2 separate regions of the Columba livia genome follow, and region 2 is linked to region 1. A link is a contact called in public Hi-C data. All regions are on one chromosome and are shown on one strand. The core of a region is the stretch at or near the end of the contact, and the rest is flanking DNA. Distances in the headings are between cores, read along the strand shown. Region 1 holds the start of RND3 (Rho family GTPase 3). Region 2 has its middle 35 kb from the start of MMADHC.

Region 1 (6,661 bases), core at 4,154-6,653:
GTTCCAATGCCCAAGAGCCCTCTCTGCGAAGAATCTTTTCCTAATATCCCATCTGAACCTTCCCTGGCGCAACTTCAATTGATCTACTTTCAAAACTTTCTGTTTCACGCAAAGCACAACATAAATTCAGGTATTAAACTGAAATAAGACCTCACCCCGGGAATATGGCTAGCTTTCGTCTACAGAAGTTACCAAGCTTAGGCTTAAATGCTGCTATCTCAATAAATAAGAGAATTACACCATTAGAAGTTAAAGCACAGTTAATTTTTTTGGTGGCTTAGTAGAATTACAGAATAAGTTTGAGTTGAAGGGACCATCAAAACCCCCAAAGTGCCCCCCACCCCTGCCATGAGCAGGGACATCTTCACCAGCTCAGGTTGCTCAGAGCCCCGTCCAGCCTGGCCTGGGATGTCTCCAGGGATGGTTCAGCCACCACCTCTCTGGCCAACCTGGGCCAGGCTCTCACCACCCTCAATGTAAAAAACTTCTTCATGTCCAGCCTGAATCTCCCTCTTTTAATTTCAAACCATAACCCCTTGTCCTATGCAACAGGCCCTGCTCAAAAGTCAGTCCCCATCTTTCTTCTAGGCCCCTTTTAAGTACAGAAAGGCTGCAGTAAGGTCAACAAGTTAACACTACAAAATCAGGGCGAGCTGATGTCCTGTTTGTCTGCAAGACCCAAAGCCACAACCACCACCACCACCAGTTGAAACCAGTAGGTTCATCCCCATGCTCCAACACCAGAGCAGAACCTGGGCAGCTCCTGCTCGCCCGCAGGCCCCGAGGGAGTCGGTGCTCAGTTACAGGCAAGATTTTCCTATTTCCACACCGCCAAGCAGCCATCAGGCATTAGTCTTTGTAGCCTTTTGGACTCCAGTCAACTGAAAGAACGAGAGATGAACAGCAGCATTCTTGCTCCCAAAGCCTTGGGCTCACTAATTATCGGCTACAGAAAACACATCAAATACTGCCGCGGCTGCTCCACGTCGGTGATTCACTGCCCATGGCTTCCCAAACCCACCGTGGCTGCTTTGGAGAAAGCACAGCTGATTTTGTACACTGAATATCCTAGAACACATCTCCAAGCACATGAATATCACAATATTCCGAGTATTTTGTGCGTTTACATTTCCGTATGTCAAACAGCAAACAGGACTTGGGTAGGTGGCTTGGCATTCCCAGTTATCAATTCTAATTTTTTCCCTCTAAAGGGGAAAAAAAGCCCCAAACCTATAAAGACTAGTTGCTATTACACTGTAATGTGTACTAGCTCAACATGGCTCAACATAGCCAACTTGCAAATGAAATTTGACATTTCCTTTACAAAGCTGACTGCCAGAGAGGCCAGGAAAATAGTACCTTTAAATCCTGTATGTTTCAGATAACTTCTGAAAGATTGCAGCAAAAAGCTTTAAAATTAGTATTCTGTTTCTATAAAGACACTGAATGCACTGAGCGCGTTCATATCACAGTAAAGCTAAGCTGATGTAAAGCTCTGAGGCCCTTCTGGATTTAATTATATGCTAATGCTTGGCAGTGCATAAGTATTTCTGGCCCTGCTGAGAATTATTTTATGGGAGTATCCAGTACAGCTTCTACAGTTCAAACAATAAAAAACCCAAAATATGTTTTCTGTCTAATTAAGAGTATGTGATTTCTGTGTCACAGCTGCTGTTGTACTAGCAAGAAATAGAAGTATCAAAGTAGTCACTTTTCATGGAAGAAGCTAAAACCTTGGAAAATTCACATTAAAACCATGCCTATGGTAGACAAAGGTGTCTGATACACAAGGATTCTCCACCGTGTCCATGAGACTACACACGAGATGAAGCTTGAGCCTGAAGAAAGCTTTTTAAAATGCTCTACCTAGCAAAATAAGCACATGGCTCCCAAACAGCTCAAGACTGCCATGCTCTGTTACCACACAGTGGAATAATTTATGGTGTACTTAGATTGCAACCAGACATTCCTGCTTTGAAAGAAGGGTTGGTAGTCCAAAAACCAATTGAAATTCAACTTGGCAAGTGCCTTCCTTAATGCTGTGGCTAATTTAAATCCTTATGATGACTTGCAGAACAAGACAGTACCAGAAAATATTTGAATAATGAATCGTCCCATTCCACTCTTACTTGTAATAAAGTTTTGCCCCATATTTCTATTGACATATCCAAGATATAACAACATCTTCCCAAAAAAATTTACAGCTAGCTTTAAAATGTTCTAGCAATTGCGTGACTCTCTACTTTTTTACTTAAGAGTCCTCTAGTAAAAAGCACAGCATTATTATTATTATTATTATTGGATTGTAGACCAAAACCATGACAGCAGGGCCTGCTCCCACCCTCCCACAAGACTGTTTTAACCAATGCCTACAGCTTTTCTCATTTTCTCAATGAGAAAAATAAATAGTCAAAGGTGGCAGGACCTTCCTTCCAAAGGATTCAATGCAAAAATGACATTTACTGAAACTCAAGTTAGGGACTAATTTGCAAGGCAGCCTGTTGCATGCTCCCATTAGAAAATAGTTAAAGATAGACATTAAATAGTGATCAAGTCATCTCGAAAGTATTTGCAGTACACTGCAATCAAATTCAGTGGAATAACTTCCTTCCCTCTTCCCCCAATAGACGCTGAAGTACTTCAAATCGCTCGAGCCATTAACCTCCCCCGTGTTGCAATGGACATTATCTTCCATCAGTACTCTGCAGTTCATCAGTCATATTTTTAAGTTAACTAGATCTAGTCCTGCTTTAAAAATAACATTAAGATTCTAATTCTAATTCAGCAGAGGATGAGGACAAAGACTTGTCAAAAATAAATTACCAAGAATTTAAGACAATGCTAAACCACTATCTTATCTTCTGATGTCCCTTATCTGGTGATGTGATTTTGCAGGGGGTTAATGGGTTTGGGCAGGGTTTCTCCTTGAGAAGGGCTGTTTACAGAGAGACAATTCTGCATCCGCAGAGTCCCACAACCAGAGCTCGGCAATACTTAATAAAACCAGCCATGGGATCTTTCCAACATTTCCTCTCCAGTTTCAGATTGCAGACCCATAAGCCACTTGATCTTAAAACTTCTGAATCAGTCAAATTTTCTATGAGTTCCAGGACAGGCCCGAAAGGACGACATCCACACACAAAGGCTGGCAGGTGTTTCTTCCACCGCTTTTATCTTCTGAAGTGCTACGGAATATTTCATTACATGGGTGTCTCCGGCCTTTGACATCTAGATTCCAAACCTACCCACGTCAAGCATCTTAACCTGCGAGCGTGTTGTATATTAATAGCTAAAGTTTTCCCAAATAATTTCACTATTAATTTTTAATAAGCCTTTACTCCATAGAGTTCGTTACAGCCAGCTTAGTAATCAGGATGAAAGCTCAAACCAGACACACTCTGGAAGTCTGCAAGTCTTACTTGGCATGAGATGAAGACAAAAAATCAGTCCAGAGCTAGGCTGATACTGGTTGTGGGTAGGAGACTGCCTTTTCCCAGTAATCATGTTGCAAGAATTTGGAATCATTTCCTCAACAGCAAGAGGAAAGCCAACTCACCGCCTAAACTCCTTTTTAAAAAAGGAATTAACATTTTAGTTTCTGGTAAAAGCACTGCTTTCATATTTAGAAGGAACTGCTGACTCTAAATTGAACATTAACAAGCTATCTACACAATCTGCCTGAAAGAGAGAGGGCTTGCACACTCTGGCAACTTCTTGCAGCTTTTTTCCCCAATTGCTTCTGTAGAGTTTATGTTGATCCACGCCTGTGTTAATGGTTCACAGTGTCATTCACCCCAACCACCGCTCAGTTATTGCACTGAGGGGGCAAGTTCAGGGGTAAAGCCTCACTACCTTGGCAGCAAACTTAGTCCAGCTCCTAATGACAGCAGGATCTAGAGATAGTCCTGGCCTAAGATGAGATCTAAGACAGCCAAGCACCAAGAAGCCCGACCTTAGAGACACGTGAGCCAGGGTTTTTGACAAAGGCACAGCTGGAAGAGCGATGAGGACTCTCAGCACTGCTCGTGGTATCTAAGAGGACGGTTCGCTCTGCAACCTCAGAGGGCCAGAGATGCCTACACCTCCCTAGGCTTTCCTGGGTTTAAAGACTTCTCAAAACCAAGGGAAAAAGTACTGCATTTCAGTAAAAAAATAGCAAATCCAAAACGGGCATTAAGGACATTTTTACACTGAGGGTGGTGAGAGCCTGGCCCAGGTTGGCCAGAGAGGTGGTGGATGAACCACCCCTGGAGACATCCCAGGCCAGGCTGGACGGGGCTCTGAGCAACCTGAGCTGGTGAGGATGTCCCTGCTCATGGCAGGGGGAGTACTGGGGGAACTGCGAAGGGCCCTTCCAACCCAAACTCTTCTATCAGGCTACGAGGAACTCAAATTGGGCTGATCTAATTTACCACTATCACATATAAACACGCCTTCGCTCTCCTGCTGGGCACAGCGAGGTTCACCAGCGGCAGAGGTGACCCTGGAGAAGCTCTTCCCACCGCCGGGCAGGTAAGGACCCATAGCCCTGCCCCGCCTTTCCCCGCAAATGCTGACAAATAGCTTCGTGGAGGTTTGTCCACACCCTTTCACTCCCCAAAAGTCAAGTATATCTCTCAAGCAGATCTCAGATTAAAAAATAAATAAATAAAAACCTAAATAAAGAATACAAACAGAAAACCAAACGCAGAGGCAGCCGCTCATCTGGCCCATCTACCGCTCGCATGGGGAGCCGGGCAGCCCCACCAGGACGCGGCGGTGAGGGGCTGCGGGGCCGCTCCCCCCGCGACCGGCGTGGCTGCCGCTCCTCCGCGACCCCCCCGGGGCAGCGCTCACCCGAGGTGTCCCAGAGGCTGAGCTCGATGCGCTGCGTGTCGATCTCGAAGCTGGCCGTGTAGTTCTCGAAGACGGTGGGGACGTAGCTCTGCCGGGAGAAGAGCGCACGGTCAGACCGAGCCCAGCGCCGCCTCCGCCGCGGTCCTAATCCCGACCCCAGTCCTAGCCCCGACCCCGGTCCCAGCTCACCTCGGGGAAGCAGTCCTTGGCGAAGACGTGGAGCAGCGCGGTTTTCCCGCACTGGCTGTCCCCCACCACTACGATCTTGCACTTGACGTTCTGGTTGGGATCCATCACCGCCGCCTTGTTCGATAACTTCTGGCTGGCTCTTCTTTCCTTCATTGATCTCGGCTGTACTGTAGTCCCTCGGGCCGGCCACAACAAAAGGTAAGAAAAAAAAAAAAAAGAAAAAAAATAAAAGCACACCACACTAGGCTCCCTCAAAAAAAAAAAAATAGGGACTTAAAAAAAGAGAAAAAGAAAAGAAAAACAAAACCCCAGCCAGGTGGCAGTGCTGCGGGACTCCCTCCCTCCCCGCCGGTCCCGCGCAGACTGCTTTGTCCCCCCCGCCGCCGCTCTTATTTATAGCCTCGCACCCGCCAATCACCGCCCGCCGCCGCCGCGGGGCCCGCCCCCTCGCCGCGTGCTGCCGGCGCGCCGCCGCGGAGCAGTGCGCCCCCTAGGGGAGCTGCGCGACTCCGCAGCCCCGAGCGGAGGCGTTTTTTTGGGGGGGGGGGGGGACGGGACGGGGGGGAGCTCGGTGCCACCGCTCGCCCGCCCCCCCGCGGGAGCCCCTCTGCCCTGCCCTCTCCACCAGGCTCCGACCTATCCGGAGTATCGGCCTGAACAAGTGTGATGGGAGCGGCTGAGAGACCTGGGGGGTTCAGCTGGAGAACAGGAGCTGAGAGGAGACCTTCTGATCTCTGAACTGCCTGAAAGGAGCTTGGAGCCGGGGGGGTCGGGCTCTGCTCCCCAGGAACAAGCGCCAGGAGCAGAGAAAACGGCCTCAAGTTGCGCCAGGGGAGGTTGGATTTAGGAACAATTTCTTCCCCAAAGGGCTGTGGGGCATTGGAACAGGCTGCCCAGGGCAGTGCTGGAGTCACCATCCCTGGAGGGTTGGACAGACGGAGATGAGGTTCTCAGGGACATGGGGCAGTGCCAGGGGTGGGTTATGCTTGCACTTGCTGATTTTAAAGGTTGTTTCCAACCAGTGATTCTATGACCCTAACAGCACCACAGAACCGGCTCAGCTGGGTGGTCATAGTGACTGTGGGAAAAAGGGTTTTTCGCTCCAAACCTGATCACAAAGAGTGTGTCACAATCTCAGAAAACATCCCCACCATTAACTCCCTCCTTTTTTAGCTTCCTGGACACAAAATCAAGCCAAACTGGGTAACAGCTTACATTCACCAGCAGCCTGAACACTGCTCTGACTGAAACAGCGACTCTATGACAGCGCGGGGTAAATCTCTCCTGTAGCGACAGCCCCAAACAAGGGATGGATTGTGAGCAGTTTGTAGCAGGTTCCTCCGCCAAGTGCTCCTCTCCTCGTCCATATGGCTCAGCGTGGCAGACAGACAAACACCCTCGTAAGGGGCTGCTGGCCAGCGGGAGGGCTGCCGCAGAGCCCCATTGCCCTCCTTGCTTACGCCTCGCGTACCAGCTTTGCCCAGCGCAACCAAAAACGGGTGGACTTTGTGAAGATGGGATGTTGTCCTTATCTCTTCAGTGAGTCACCCAGTTCTGCGCTGAAACGGGAGTGATTAATAATATTTTACAACATCCTGTAACAGAAAAGCGCTGCTATCTCGTGCATGTTTGACCA
Region 2 (7,358 bases), core at 3,755-6,254, 83 kb before region 1:
AAAACATCTGCAAGGTTTTGCAAAACACCTCCGAGCAGCATCAGCTGCCAAACATCTCCCAGCAGAATTCCTGTATCCCCACGCACCGTGAGGGTGCAATTCACGGGGGATTTAGTTTCTCAAGGGTGTTTTCTGTGCTTTGTAGAATTAAAATATCTGTTATTCACATCCCACCGCATGGTGTCTGTGCAGCGCTTCCTTGTGAACCAGGCTTGTGTGCTCCCCTCAGGCAGTGATAGGTGAGAAATTACACACGATATAATTTAATGTGCCAGTATAAATCACTCATTTGAAGAACGCCTGCACCTACAGAAGCACAACGTGCTTGTCCGGCCTTAATTACTGTGACAGGTGATGATTCTGCCACAGGAGCTGCTCAGTGTCATTAATGGCTCCAACAGCACCGCCTTTTTCAGCTATTCATTTTTCCAGCTGGTCCAGCCCTGGGTGGGTCCATTTGCACAAGCCAACGAGCTGCACCCTGCCAATTTTTTCATGTATGAAGTGAAATCACTTTGAAGGTGTCTAAAAGCTGCTGAGATGGGGTTTTCGAGGATGCCCCAAGAGACAGACATGTCCCAGGCATGGGTAATGCTCCATGAGCCTTAGGGTACTCTGGGGGAGCTCCCAGAGTCCACTGCATACCCAGATTTTCTTCCCTCCCATGCAACATGGCAATGCTCTGGTTTCAATCTCTCAGGAATATATTTTCTTCCCATTCTCACTAATATTTCTTTTGCTTCATTAGCTGCCTGTATGCTCACATCTCATTTACGTGCTGACCATGCAGACTCCCATCCTTTCCGGGAGATTACATCGCAACCTTATTTCAGATGATCTTTCAAAGATCCCAGTCATAATGTAGAAATTATGCATTAGACCCAGATATAACGTGAGAACAATTTGTTTTGTTTTGTTTTGTTTTTCCAGAGAGAAAACAGCTTTCAACAGACCGTTGAGTGATGCGAAAGATCTGCTTCCATCAAATTTTCTTTATTTTGCATGAAGTTCTAAGATAAGTTACCATTGACTTCTGTTTTCTTGGACAAATAATGTCTCCTTTCCCATCTGGAGTTTTTGCCTGTGAGCTGAGGTGTCCACCTTCCCTGGAGTGGGCTTTCTGGTGCTTGCATGTGCAACTCTGGCCAAGAAATCCCAGCCACAGACTCTTCTTTGCCCCCAAATTTCTACTCATAACTACCACTAACACTAATCCATGACAAATTCTTTGTTTTCTTCAGAAAGCCAGAAAGTCTGCTTGAAACTTCTCTGAGTGCATTGATTGCATTAGTAAATGCTTTCCCCGTGGCTGCCAGATAAAAAGCAAAGATAAGAAACAGATTCATCCTCAGTGCCTTAGACCCCAGCAGACTGTATCTAGAGCTGAAAGTTAAAATATTATGGCTTTTTTTCTCTTTGCAGTTTGCTGGGTGAGCGCCAGGGGCCCATCCCATGCTGCCCATTACCCACGTGCGTCCTGCACGATGGATGTGTTTTCTGCATTTTTTCATTTTTGCCGTCTTTGGCGGCGCTGGGCTCCCGGGAGGCAGCTGGAGCGGTGCTGGGGCGGTGGGAGGTGATGTACGGTGCCGGGGAATGCGTGACGCTATGTTAAGCGGAGGAGCTGTGGTCCCAGCACTCCGGGAACGCTTGGGGCTGACCTGCTCCCAACCAGACCCCATGACAGCAGCCACGCTCATGGAAACCCCACGGTGGGTAAAATGCAGTCTTTGCTGAGAAAACCACAGCAAACGGAGTAAAAACTATATTCCTGAAAGATGTGAGGGGCTCAATAAGTGTTGCCTAGAAAGATTTCTCTGTTATGACCTCAAATGGGGTTTTGGCGATGCTGCAACCACGATGCTGCAGCCTCATGTCAATTAATCAGCAGTTAATCAGGCGAGTGGGCCACACGTACTTCGCACAAGTTTTGAGGACAGGAATTCGCTTTGGCCATGTGCAAAGCAGGAGGGATCCAGCTGACACCAAGTTAGTCCCGATGGGCTCCCCAGCCCAGGGGTAATGGATGAGAGCCACCAGCAGCAAAGGGGCTTTACCCTGACCCAGTTAATACATGGGCTCAGCAAAACAGGCTTAATCCTGCCCATGCAGATGTGTCCCCTGCTGAAGAGCCTGGCTTGCTCTTCATATTTGCTACAGATGTTCTCCAAGGACATCAAATAAATGGGGAATGTTTGCTTCATTCTTGTGAGAGTAGAAGAACGTGCCAACTTAAACCTCTTTACAGGAAGAAATTTTTCCCGATAACCAACCTAAACCTCACCCGGAGCAACTTGAGGCCATTTCCTCTTGTCCTGTTGTTTGTTACTTGGGAGAAGAGACCGACACTCTCCATGCTACAACTTTCTTTCAGGTAGTTGGGTCATGCACCTTGTCTCTACCCCAACCCTGCTGTCACCCTGCAGTTTCCTCTCCAAAAACGTTTTCCCCTACTCTCCTCCTGCTCCCTCCCTGTGGTTGCTTCTCTTTGCATTTATTTTTTGGACCAGTGTTCCACTCGTGCGTTCTTTCTTCTTGTGATAAAAGCCTCAGGATGTTGATTTATTAATGCATCCAACTATTGTCTGTGTAATAGCCTAAGTTCAGAAAAAGATGACATAATTTGCTACCAGTGTCTTAGTAAGGATTACATCTGTACCAGCTTAGATGCAGCTATTTCAGTCTGCATTGTGTCATTCTTCTTCTTATATATGTATTTATACGTGCATGACTATAAAGGCATTGAGATAAAGACACATGGTCATGCAGGCATTAGTCACAAGCACAGCTCTGAAGCAATTCGTTCCAAGGTCAAGAATACATTGGTGCGCAACAGAACTGCAATGACATGTTTTAAGTAGCTATAAAAAATAAATATGATTCAAATCTACTGCTGTCTATGTCTGTTCCGTTTGTTCATGAACCAGTCGTCTAATTTGATTAAAGGTTTTAACAACAGAAAACTAAGGGTGATTTTCATAAAGGAGTTTTTTTTCTTGTTATGTACCATTTTCAGCTGTTTTTCCTTGTGTGGGCAGAAGAGGTATTGAAGAAGCTTTTGCCCCTTTGGGTAAATAAGGGAAGAACAAGGTCCCCCATCAGCACATGGGAAAGGTGCTGGTGGTGCCATAGAGCTCGTCCTGGTCACCAGCACAGTCTGTGCACGTTGTCACAGCAGAGATGAGTGACAGGGACATCCCTGTTCCTCCTGGTGATGCAGGGAGGATGCACCCCTGGGCCCCATTTACTTGGACTTCTGGATTTTTTGGGTACAAAACATTGCACAATCCCCTGTGATGCTTCTGGCCCTGGGTGCCAGGCGATGCTGTACGGAGCCTACATAAAGCAATTTCCTCTCTGGTAGCACCTTCCTGCAGCAGCTTCTCATTAGCAGCACTGAGAAGCTACAGCATCTTCCCTGCCCTTGCAAACTGCTATGCAAATAATGCTTGCTGACAGCCTAAATACATTCATTTTGGTGTCGCACTAATTGATTTTAGCTCATTAGGAGTGATTTCACCCTAATTTGATAAGGAAGTGTGAAACTATTTTTTTCCCAACAGCAGGTTTGTTATTTGTTGAGGTATTAAGAAAGTGTTAATTAGACACAGCTCTTCTGTCATGTTGATGGTTTGGGGAGTAGTCACCGTACAGAGCAAATAGGCTCTGAGACAACTGCGCCTGTTGCTCGATGCCGTTTGTCAAATTAAGTTAATTACATTAACGCGAGTGGCATGTGGCACATATGGATGTGTGTCAAAGGCAGCAGCGTGCCCCGTTGGCTCTATTTTACATAGATTTCTTAAGCAAGAGGCACAGAAGCCAGTGATACCTGTCACAATGAGATGAATATTGAGCATTCTTTGAGTGAGTTCTTCTTCCTTAGACATTGTCCGTTGTCCCGTTGTGTACAGAGAGACTGAAACCTCACTGCAGAACTGATCCTATGCTAAACACAGCCTAACATTTGATTCTTCAGGCTATACGCTCAGGAGAAACTTTCCCCTGCATTTATTTTCCAGGGGCACAGGGGTTTTGGGGTCCAAGATCCTGCTGTAAAAGAAGGTTTTATTTGATGGACCAATTGTTTGCATGGGCATAGCAAACCTCATGGTCTGGGGGCAACTAGCTGTCCAAAAAATGTCTCTATTTTCCACTGAAATGGCAAAACGGTGGCTTAGTGTCTCTGGGATGCATTGTCCCAAGTGTTTCTAAGGACCTGGATCCAGAGCTCTTTGAATGTCTGTAAATCTGGATACTTCAGAAACTGTTTTCATTGTATTTGAAATAAAGCCAAATATTCTCAGACTTACACGGGCAATGAAAGTTTTTAAAATAAAATTTTGAAAGCATTGTTTTCTTTCCATAAAGAAAACTTCCCAAATATACATATAGAGAGAGGCAGAAAATGTCATTGACGTTTTTTTTCATGAAAAACTATTACTGTATGTGGGGAAAAGAAAAATCAACAGTGAAAAATGGGGCATAGCTTGGGTGCTTGCAAAGGACCTGTGGCTCATAGGGGCTATAAGGCAGAGGCATTTTCATACGAACTGTAAAAATAAGCCAAGGCTGTGGTCCTGTGACACTCAGCTGGTTTGGGCAGGCACACATGGGGGTGTTTTAAGCTCTCCTGAATCAGAATGAAATACTTACCATGAATATACGCTTGTGCTGTTTTCAAGAAATGACACAACTTAATGATGAGGCTGGGAATGTAGATTGCTCACAGATGGCAACTGGAGCCAGGAGTGGTGGCGGGACGTGGACTAATCAAGGGAAGAAAACAAAGGGAAAAAAGGCAATAGCTTCATAAAGTTGAGTTAAAGGTAATTGTTGTGAGAGCAGTAGAGAAATCGTGGGTTTCTGGTCTGCTTTCCACCACCGGCTCTCTGGAGGTTGCTCTCGTCATGGTTGGTTGATGCTGTGGGGTTGGTTTCTGTCCCACCACCCCAGGGACTGGTGGGTCACCGTGGGGGAGCTGTCAGGCTCCTTGTCTGAGCCCCACTCTGAAAAGGGCCAGTTCCAGATGGGGAAGGGTGAACCAGAACAGAGATGGTGGGATAAAGCCCTGACATCTCTGTGGGCATCAGCCACTGCATGGTCTTACCATGCTAACTTGATGCTGACTTACCCCTTGGCCAAACAACAGTCTGGAATAAACCTATTTCTGTATGTTATATTCTATTTAAAAACTAATTTTCTACTTTAGACGTTTCCCATTTCCTTTTTTTCCTTTGTTATCTGTGTTTTTTTAAAGTCTTACTGAACTTAGTCTGGATTTAGGTACAAGAATAAATGGAAGGATCCATCTCTCCTGGCAAAGTACCTTGTCCCAGCCCATGGCCTGATCCACACTGGACCATAAATACGCCTCGCAGGAACGTGCTGTAGCTAACTAAGTGTGACAGCTTGTGCAGCGACCCCAGACATCTCCCCTAACAAGTTTATTTGTTCTTTTTTTTCTTCCTATAGTTTTTGTTACAGCAAATGCAGAGGAACTGAAAGCCACAGATGGTTTGAGATTCAGATCTTAGTTTTGGGCAGGAGTGCCTGGATTGAGTTTTCTCTTTTGGTTGCTTACAGGCGTGGGCTCCAACTCAAGAAAAATGAAGTTTCACTCATTTTGTGCCAGGAGGCTGAATCAGGTGTGGGCTGTGGCCTCTCACAACATGACAGTATGAGCAGAGAGGTGCAAATAATGCCCCAAAATGTGCACAGAGACTGTGTGTTCAAACAAACTGCATTTCAAAGCCGACCACTTGCACTACTAGCAGAGGATTCTTGCTTTTTGGTCCTCGCTGTTACCACTCTGGTTTTTAATCTCTTCTAGCATTGAGGTTATATTTGGCTGAGAGCAAAACAACAGGTATATTTGTATGATTATTTCTTTTAGCTTGATGAAATGCATCCGCTGTCAAAATGAATGTGATTGGTCAAATTATCACATCTCCACATTAAAGTGGGTAGCATTAAACGATGTATTTTTTCCCAGCATTTCCAGTCCTAAACTTTCTGGCACGCTTTGTAAGCTGCTGTATTCTCTTGTGGGAGCAATTATTTCTACCTATGGAAAAGGCAGACGCATTGCTCTAAGCCTCTATTTTCCAGGCTAAAAATCTGGTTTTTGCAATCTAGCCTGTGAGCACTAACAGTAATAACAATAATTGTGCAACACCGTCAACACCCTCCTTCAGTTCTGCCTTCTACCAGACTCCAGAAATAGTGGTTTCTTAATCAAATTTCATGTAAATTACCTTATTTATTGTGTCTAAAACAATTTTAATGAAATGCATTAGAAAAAAAAAACCCACATTTGCAGCAATAGCCAATGAAGTCTCAATTTTCAGTAGGAGCACATGGAGCAGGTAAGAGCTCAGACTCCATCAACCACAACCCAGCAGCAGGGCAGACTCAGCTTGTACTAGCACGCTCTGAGTCAGTCTGTACTGCAAAACAGCCACGAATGGATAAATTTAGCTTTTTCTTTTTATTTTTTTTTTGTAGTACACTATAGCATAGCTGAAAATATTTGCAAGTAAATATTTTGCAAAGTATTTTCCAAGTGTATATGCTCAACAAAGAACATTGCTAAGCATCCAAGAATGTTGCTTTCTGGGTTGAATTCATCTTTCTGTTGCTGTTGCAGTGGCAGGACAGCTTTGGCACTGCAAGTCTCCAGGACATTTTTGGGGAACACCCACCCTTTCTGGTGTTTGACCTTCCCAGCCCACCTGAACCTGATCATGCCCACATCGAACCCGGAAAAATGAGAATAGTCGCTCAGAAAGAGCAAATGCTGCATCAAAGAGACAGAATAGGAAGTTTATTATCCCACCAAGGATGGTGCAACAATTAGGACAGGGAACTGCTGGAGAGAGTCCAGCGTAGGGCAACAAAGATGCTGAAGGGAGTGGAGCATCTCCTTTATGAGGAAAGGCCGAGGGAGCTGGGGCTCTTTAGCTTGGAGAAGAAGAGACTGAGGGGTGACCTCATTAATGTTTTCAGATATATAAAAGGTGAGTGTCAGGAGGATGGAGCCAGGCTCTTCTCGGTGACAACCAATGGTAGAACAAGGGGCAATGGGTACAAACTGGAACACAGGAGGTTCCACTTAAATATGAGAAGCAACTTGTTCCCAGTGAGGGTGGCAGAGCCTGGCCCAGGCTGCCCAGGGGGGTTGTGGAGTCTCCTTCTCTGCAGACATTCCAACCCGCCTGGACACCTTCCTGTGTAACCTCATCTGGGTGTTCCTGCTCCATGGGGGGATTGCACTGGATGAGCTTTCCAGGTCCCTTCCAACCCCTGACATTCTGGGATTCTGTGATGTGAAATTCCTGAACATGCCGGGTTTTCAT

The links. A called contact is a pair of places that touch in the nucleus more often than the background predicts.
Region 2: a Hi-C map of liver shows a contact between it and region 1, with 2.4 times the contacts expected there. The contact joins the enhancer-like site here to the promoter of RND3 in region 1. A contact is called at or near these places in 2 of 2 Hi-C or Micro-C datasets (crop and liver).

The regions. Positions count from the first base shown.
Region 1 is chr7:2,135,191-2,141,851 of bColLiv1.pat.W.v2, reverse strand. It overlaps RND3 (Rho family GTPase 3), which reads right to left and starts at 5,403. Exons shown (of 5, transcript XM_005499113.3): 1 at 5,026-5,403; 2 at 4,837-4,924. The coding sequence starts at 5,178.
Region 2 is chr7:2,216,882-2,224,239 of bColLiv1.pat.W.v2, reverse strand. No RefSeq gene overlaps it. Among named protein-coding and RNA genes, the nearest start is that of MMADHC, 35 kb to the left of the region's middle. Within about 2 kb of position 5,004, at least 1 of the 3 cell types and tissues checked has an H3K27ac peak away from gene starts, as active enhancers do.